Regions from separate parts of the Rattus norvegicus genome. Here region 2 is linked to region 1. A link is a contact called in public Hi-C data. All regions are on one chromosome and are shown on one strand. The core of a region is the stretch at or near the end of the contact, and the rest is flanking DNA. Distances in the headings are between cores, read along the strand shown.

Region 1 (3,248 bases), core at 446-2,945:
CCCCACTCTGGCAGTGTGAGTCATTGGATGAGCATCTCTTCCACACCTGTGTGCCAGTCTGGGGTCAGGGGCTGGAGTAAAGGAACTGAGCGGCCACCTGCACAGCCAGGGGCCAACAGGGGACTGTCCCACTGCCTCAGAGCAGACACCCTGACCCATTGTATTTTGTTTTCCTGTGAAGGTTCTCTTTTCTCAAGTGGACTCTAAGTGCCTGGCTGTGACCCAGGCTCAGAGCATCTGTGCCACTATTGTCCTATCTAGAGATGGTGGCCCTTGTTTCAATTCCTTTAATCAGCTGGCAGGACGGGTGCCAGAGACATGGAGCCAGTGTGCCTGTAAAACCTCACTGCTGGAGGGTTAGAAACTGAAGGCTAGCCTTGGCTATATGGAGTTATGCCACAAAGGAAAGGAAAACCACAGTACAAACAGAAAAAAAAAGAGGAGAGAGAGAGAGAGAGAGAGAGAGAGAGAGAGAGAGAGAGAGCACTCGAGCCAGGCCCAGGAACATGGCAGGGTGTGTTGTGTACACCCTCAGGCAGGGCAGAGGATGTTGGATGGAACTGAGTTTTGAAAATGACTTTCCTGTGCTCTTGACCAAGCAGGAAACAGGGGTACACGAAATGGCCATGAGCCACCAGTCGGGTGCTCTCCCCATGGGTACTGCCTTTAAGGTGTATGGTGCTGTGTGACAGGGAGTTGGGGGACATTCTGGGGATGGGGAGAGGGTCCCCCAGCACCCTGTTTTGGAGCCTTGTTCCATAGCTGTACCCCCATTTTGCAGGACGAGTGACAGAACTCAACCGACTTCAGCAGAAGGGAGAATGTGCTAATCCGAGGAGTCCAGCCATCTCTGTCCAGCTCGCTCAGGGGATTCTTCCAGTCAAAGCCTGCCATATCACTTCCCTTTGGCCATGAGCTCCCTGTGTGCCTTTCATTCTTGGGTAGTCACCTTCTGACAGTGGCAGAGGTGGTTGCCACCAGTCCTGGGTCTTGTTCCCTCCAGCTGAGAGCACAGGAAGGGTGGCTTCATTTTAATCACCCCAATTAAATGGGAAGTGAATGTCCCCCCCTCCCCGGGGCTGATCGCTTACCAACCTGAAGGAGTTGGGTAGGAGGGAGGAATGAACTGCTCTGATTGGTTAGGACTGAGTCAGGTGGGTGCCCTTGGATGAGTGGGGGCGGGGGGGTTAATTTTATTTGAACCACCTGTCCCAAGGGTGGGGAAGGTTTGATTCCCAGTAGAGATTCAGGATCCTTCCACCAGAAGCAGAGGGGATGGATGGTGGATGGACAGGTTCCAGGCAATGGCAGCTTCAGGGAGAGCAGTGGGATCACCAGCCTCCCTCCTAGCTCCGGCATACCTGTCTATTTGAGCCTGAGCAGGCTGCTCTCCTTCTCTGAGCCTCAGTTTCCCCATCAGAACAGAGACAATCTCAGAACTCTCCCAGTTCTAAACTCCTAAGGCCAGCGACCCAGTAGTCCGGCATCCCAGTGTGTCAGGTCTGAGCTGGGGGCTGGGAGTATGGCCCTAGGATGATCCTGGGACCTGCACCTGGCCTCCGATCTCTGCCCATCCCACAGGGTACAGCCTGTGATGAGGAAGGAGGTTTCTGAGGACCGCTTTGCACATCCCTAGTGTTCTTCGGCTAAAACCGCCTCCGAACGGCATGATCTCATCCCTGAGGAAGGAAGGCTGGGGGGGAGGGGGAGGAGAGTTTGGCTGCCAGCAGCTGACACAGTTTGTGACTAAACCATTTCCCCACGGGAGGCAGGGAGAGACGTCCACATTCTCAAAGACAATGTAAAAGTTTGGGGAGGGGGATGACATGAAGAAGAGAAGGCACCTCCTTTTCCAGTGTTGGGGAGGCCCACGATGATCCCCAGGGGGTCCAAACCGGATGTGTTCTAACCAGTGTTTACATTGAACTCAACCCCAACTCGGGCCCTCAACCGTTGAGGTGGAAACCTTGCCAGCCCCTTAAGTGGCCTGCCCCTCCTGTGTTCCTGGGCTCATTTAAATGCCCATACATTAATTTGGAAGGATAGGGTTGCGGGAAGCCTGTCTCTGCACCATCTGCTCGGCGTTTGTCACGGCCGCATTACATAAGAGGAAAGACATTTTTTTTTTCAAGAATGCGACTGCATTTAGTAATTGGATCGCCGGGAGAGGAACCAGGCCTAGGCATTTGGCACCGTGACTCAAAGATGCCACAGGCTTCTCTCCAGGGTGCGCCCTCCCCAGATTCCAGGCAGTATTGGCAGACACCTGCGTGCAGCCTGGGTCTGGGAAGCAGGCCCAGAGCCTCTGCCTCGCCTCCCTCTCTCTCCCTTTTTCTCCTGTTACATCCCTTGCTCTCTCCAACTGACCTTGCTCCACAAGTCCCGATTTCCATGACCCGGGTCACCGGCCTACGCTCTGTAAAAGAGCAAAGAAAAGGAAGCCTCGGATTCTCATCCAGGGCTCTGCCCAGGGTGATGGGTGAGGTCAGGCTCCAGGGTCTGAGGTGAACGGTGACAAGAACCAGCTGTTTTGTAAAGCTTTTCTGATACCAAGTGGGTACTAGGCTTGTGGCCATTTTCCTCTCCCCTCTAGTAGATTCATAAGTTGAGGAGGTGGGTGGCCCTGTTGGAGCAGAGCTGGCTGTGTGGACAGGCCCCAGCTCAGAACACCTAACGCACCTCAGCTGACTGCCACAGAGCAAAATGACCCTAGAATCAACACTTTATTTTAGATAACTGATCGATTGACTTTTTTTTTTTTTTTTTGAGGTAGAGTCTTGCTCAGTAGCCCAGGCTGGCCCAGAACTCACTTTAACACAGGCTAGCAATTCTCTCATGGCAACACACATGTCTAAGCCTCCTGGGTACTAGGATCATATCCAGCCATAGTCAGTATTTTAAAATCAGTTCTTGGAAAAGGCATGGCTTGTTTTGAAAAAAAAAAATCTAAACACCTTGCTGTGGCCAATTTACTTTTTCGTATGGCCCACCCTGTTCCCATTCCTGGGGGCTCTCGGTCACCGTACTCTGTCATTAAAGTACATCAGCTGGTGGTTGCGGCCATGGGCTGGGTTCAGCTTGGCCAGGCAATAGTCATGTGACCTCTAACAAGGGCCGTTCCTCCTTTAAAGTTTTTGAAATTACATTTTTAAACTTTGTTTGCGTGTGTGTATGAGAGAGAGAGAGAGAGAGAGAGAGAGAGAGAGAGAGAGAGAGAGAGAGAACACATGCATTTGTCACAGTTCAGG
Region 2 (3,248 bases), core at 517-3,016, 130 kb after region 1:
CCTTGGGCACTGTCCTCTGCCGTTGCGCTGGTGCTGCCCTGCTTGTTTTGTAAGACAGTGTCTCTCACTGGCCTGGCACTTGGCAGGTAGGGTAGGCTGCTGGCCAGCAAACCCCAGGGACCTGGCTGTCTTGTCACACCAACTGTGATGACAAATGTGTGCCTTCACGCCCGCCTGTGCTTTCTCTTTCTAACCTTTCTAAGGTGGGTTCTCGGCTCTTAGGTGAGGGACAAGCACTTTGCAAATGGAGTCATTCCCAGCCACTCCCTCGAGCTATGTGATCTCGTGCATGTGCCTTTTAACCCGCTTGACTTTCTTTTATTCTTTTGTCTTTTTAAATTTCTTTCACTTTTTGAGCTTATAAATTGCATCATTTCCCTTCTTCCCTTTCCTCCCTTTCTCTCTTTCAAATCCGTGGCTTTTTTTTTCCCTCCCACTTTCTTTTGTTTTTCAAAGTAAGTTCTCTCTGTAGCCCTGGCTAACTTAGAACTTGATATGAAGAGCAGACTGGCCTCGAACCCACTTAGATTCACCTGTCTATAGCCCCAAAGTGCTAGCATTAAAGGTGTGTTCCCCGTTGGGTCCCATAGGTTTGTTTCTGACCTATGTTTTGACCCTGAACTCGAGAACATCTGCATCTCATGTGACCAAACCCCAACCTTCTGCCTTGATTTCTCCTCCCAACATTTTCCCTAGCCAGGCTCAGACTGGAAGCTGACCGATCCTGGCTCCCAGTCCTGCACATCAGTACTACAAGAGACTCCAGAACCCAACCCCTCTCCCTTCCCCTCCACCCCACCTTCTCTGACCTAGAGACTTCAATTCCTCTGCCTCCACTTCCCTCGAAAGCACAACAGGCCACACTATGGTGCTGCACAGAGTCTTAAAGTGTCACAGAAGCCCTTGAGACCCTGTGGGCAGGAGGGGCTTCATTCCAAGTGAGGTGGGTGCCCTTTAGGACTCCATGCAGCACCGTAGTGTGGCCTGTTGTTTAGATGAGAACTTGGATCTGTCCCCCCAACCCCCACTCCAGCCTTGTGTATATGGTTTCTAGAGTAAGGTCATGCACATTCGGGACTTGAACTCGTGTCTGTTGATTAGTTTTTGGAGATAAGATCTAATGTATCCCAGGCTAGCCCCAAACTCTCTAGAGAGGAGCAGGTGACCTTGAACTTTCGATCCTCCTGCCTCTGCCTCCCAAGAGCCAAGGTGGCAGTTGCATACAATAGATCTCTGTTGAAACACCAGGTGAACCCTTGTTACGTGCAGGGTGTGGGTCCAAAGCTCCTTTCGCCGTCCCACAACACCCTGAGGAAGGAGCTGCACAGCTATCGTAGAGGTGGGTAAACTGAGGTAGCGCCGTGTGCAGCGACTTGCTAGAAGGTGACAGCCACTTCACACCCAGGTAGACGGGCCCACAGCTGTGTCCAGAGCTGCTGGACCATCCAGCCTTTGCCCTGCTCTCACCACCCAGCGTCCTCCAGACCCCTCTGCTGGGAAGACCTGTTCCTTCTTAGCCCTGCCCAAGGCCATCGCCGGGATCTGCTTCTCCAGTGCCTGGCCACCTTCCCAATCTGCGCACAGAGGTCATTTGTACAAGGGGCTCTGAGGACACTTTGGAGCACCCTGTCCTCTTAGCCCATAAATATGTTATCAGGCACGCATAGGGCCAACTGCTGATTAAGACCTGCCCTGCCTCTGCCAGCCTTGGCCTGCAGGACAGTTAATAGCTCTGAGGACACTAAAAATAAGTTGTCAGTCGATGGAGAGGAATCACCCAGGGACACCAGTCACTGCCAAGCAGGGCCAAGAGAAAGCAAAGGGCTGGGCAGGGAGAGAGCAGTAACCGGGCCTCAGATTCACAGCATCCAAGCAACTGCTCCTTTCCTCAGGTCAGCACTGGCTCTGTGACCAAAGTCACTGGTTGCCATCTTAGTTCCCCACATGTATCTGACTCTCCAATCCCCGCCAACATTGCCTGCACACTGGTGACCTGCTCCTGTCCAGAAGGGAACCTTAAGATCTCAGAAACTAATGCTAGAGAGATGGAGAGGTGGCTCAGAGGTTAAGAACACATCTTCAGAGGACCCGAGTTCAATTTCCAACATCTGCATGCAACTGCTCTCACAAACATGTATGTTAACTCCAGTTCCAGGAGATCTGGTGCCCTCTACTGGCCTCCTAGGCACCAGGTGGTGCATGTATACACATACATGTGCTACACACACACACACACACACACACACACACACACACACACACACACAAATCTTCATGATAAACAGTCTCTAAAAAAAGATAATAATCTCAGAACTCTTCCAGCCCCACCCCCCGGAGTCATTACTTATTTTTTCTTTGGGGGCTCCCCAGGCTCAACCCCTTGTGGTAGCCAGATTCCTTGGCAAGCTCCAATCCTAAGACTTTGCTCTTGCTGACCCCCTGCCTAGAATATTTCCAAATTCCCAGATCTCTGAAGCTAGCTTTCTCGACATACAGGAACAGTGCAAACAACTCAGGGAGAGGCCTCCCTAAGCCTCTAGCTGTGACTCCTAGGACAGCACTAATCTCAGCCCTGTTTGCTACCACACATTGACTTCCCCAGCCATTGAGCATGCATCCTGGACAACAGCTCCCTGCCCCAGCCTCTCTGAAACACAAGCATTCCCAGAAGGACTGAGGAACTTGAAGGAGCTTTGCAGTAATTCTCAGAATCATGGGTCTACACTCTACAAAAGCAAAAGTAAAAAATGCCAAGGTCATAGAAAGCAGTGAGAAGAACAGAACAAGCACCAGACGAATGGACACTGAAGGTGCAAAATGGCCAGGTACCACACGGATGCTGACGCAGAGGCCCAGCAGGATAAGCCTTAAGTGGCTACAATGGTTCTCAGTTGTCAGCTTGAGTTCTAGAATCCCCTGGAAGACTAGCCTCTCAGCACGCTTGTGAGGATAATCTTGCCTTAACCAAGATGGGAACCACTCCCTGGGTGGCTCCACTCCTAGGCTCTGCACTGTGTCAGGGGACAGAGGAGGTGAGCATTGACTGTATTCACTGTGACCAGAGCCCACACCGCCGTGGCTTTCCCACAATGACGGACTGTAATCTTGAACAGTGAGTTAAAACACACCCGTCCTTTCTAAGTTGCTTTGGTTGGAGTATTTCATCCCCAAAACAGAGAAGAAACCGGGACAGAGGCACATTTGGGATGACTAGGAGACACAGGTTAGACCGCGATCATGAGTCTGAG

The links. Hi-C and Micro-C count contacts between places; a contact is called where the count stands out from the background.
Region 2: a Hi-C map of psoas muscle shows a contact between it and region 1, with 6 times the contacts expected there. The contact joins two enhancer-like sites. A contact is called at or near these places in 9 of 12 Hi-C or Micro-C datasets (the A7r5 cell line, Schwann cells, frontal cortex and 5 more) and 1 of 1 datasets of contacts at active chromatin or transcription factors (oligodendrocytes).

What each region holds. Positions count from the first base shown.
Region 1 is chr3:176,222,951-176,226,198 of GRCr8, forward strand. No RefSeq gene overlaps it. Among named protein-coding and RNA genes, the nearest start is that of Snord12, 12 kb to the left of the region's middle. Within about 2 kb of position 1,696, at least 69 of the 93 cell types and tissues checked have an H3K27ac peak or open chromatin away from gene starts, as enhancers often do.
Region 2 is chr3:176,354,790-176,358,037 of GRCr8, forward strand. The region is part of intron 6 of Ptgis (prostaglandin I2 synthase); the gene reads right to left. Among named protein-coding and RNA genes, the nearest start is that of Kcnb1, 24 kb to the left of the region's middle. Within about 2 kb of position 1,767, at least 4 of the 93 cell types and tissues checked have an H3K27ac peak or open chromatin away from gene starts, as enhancers often do.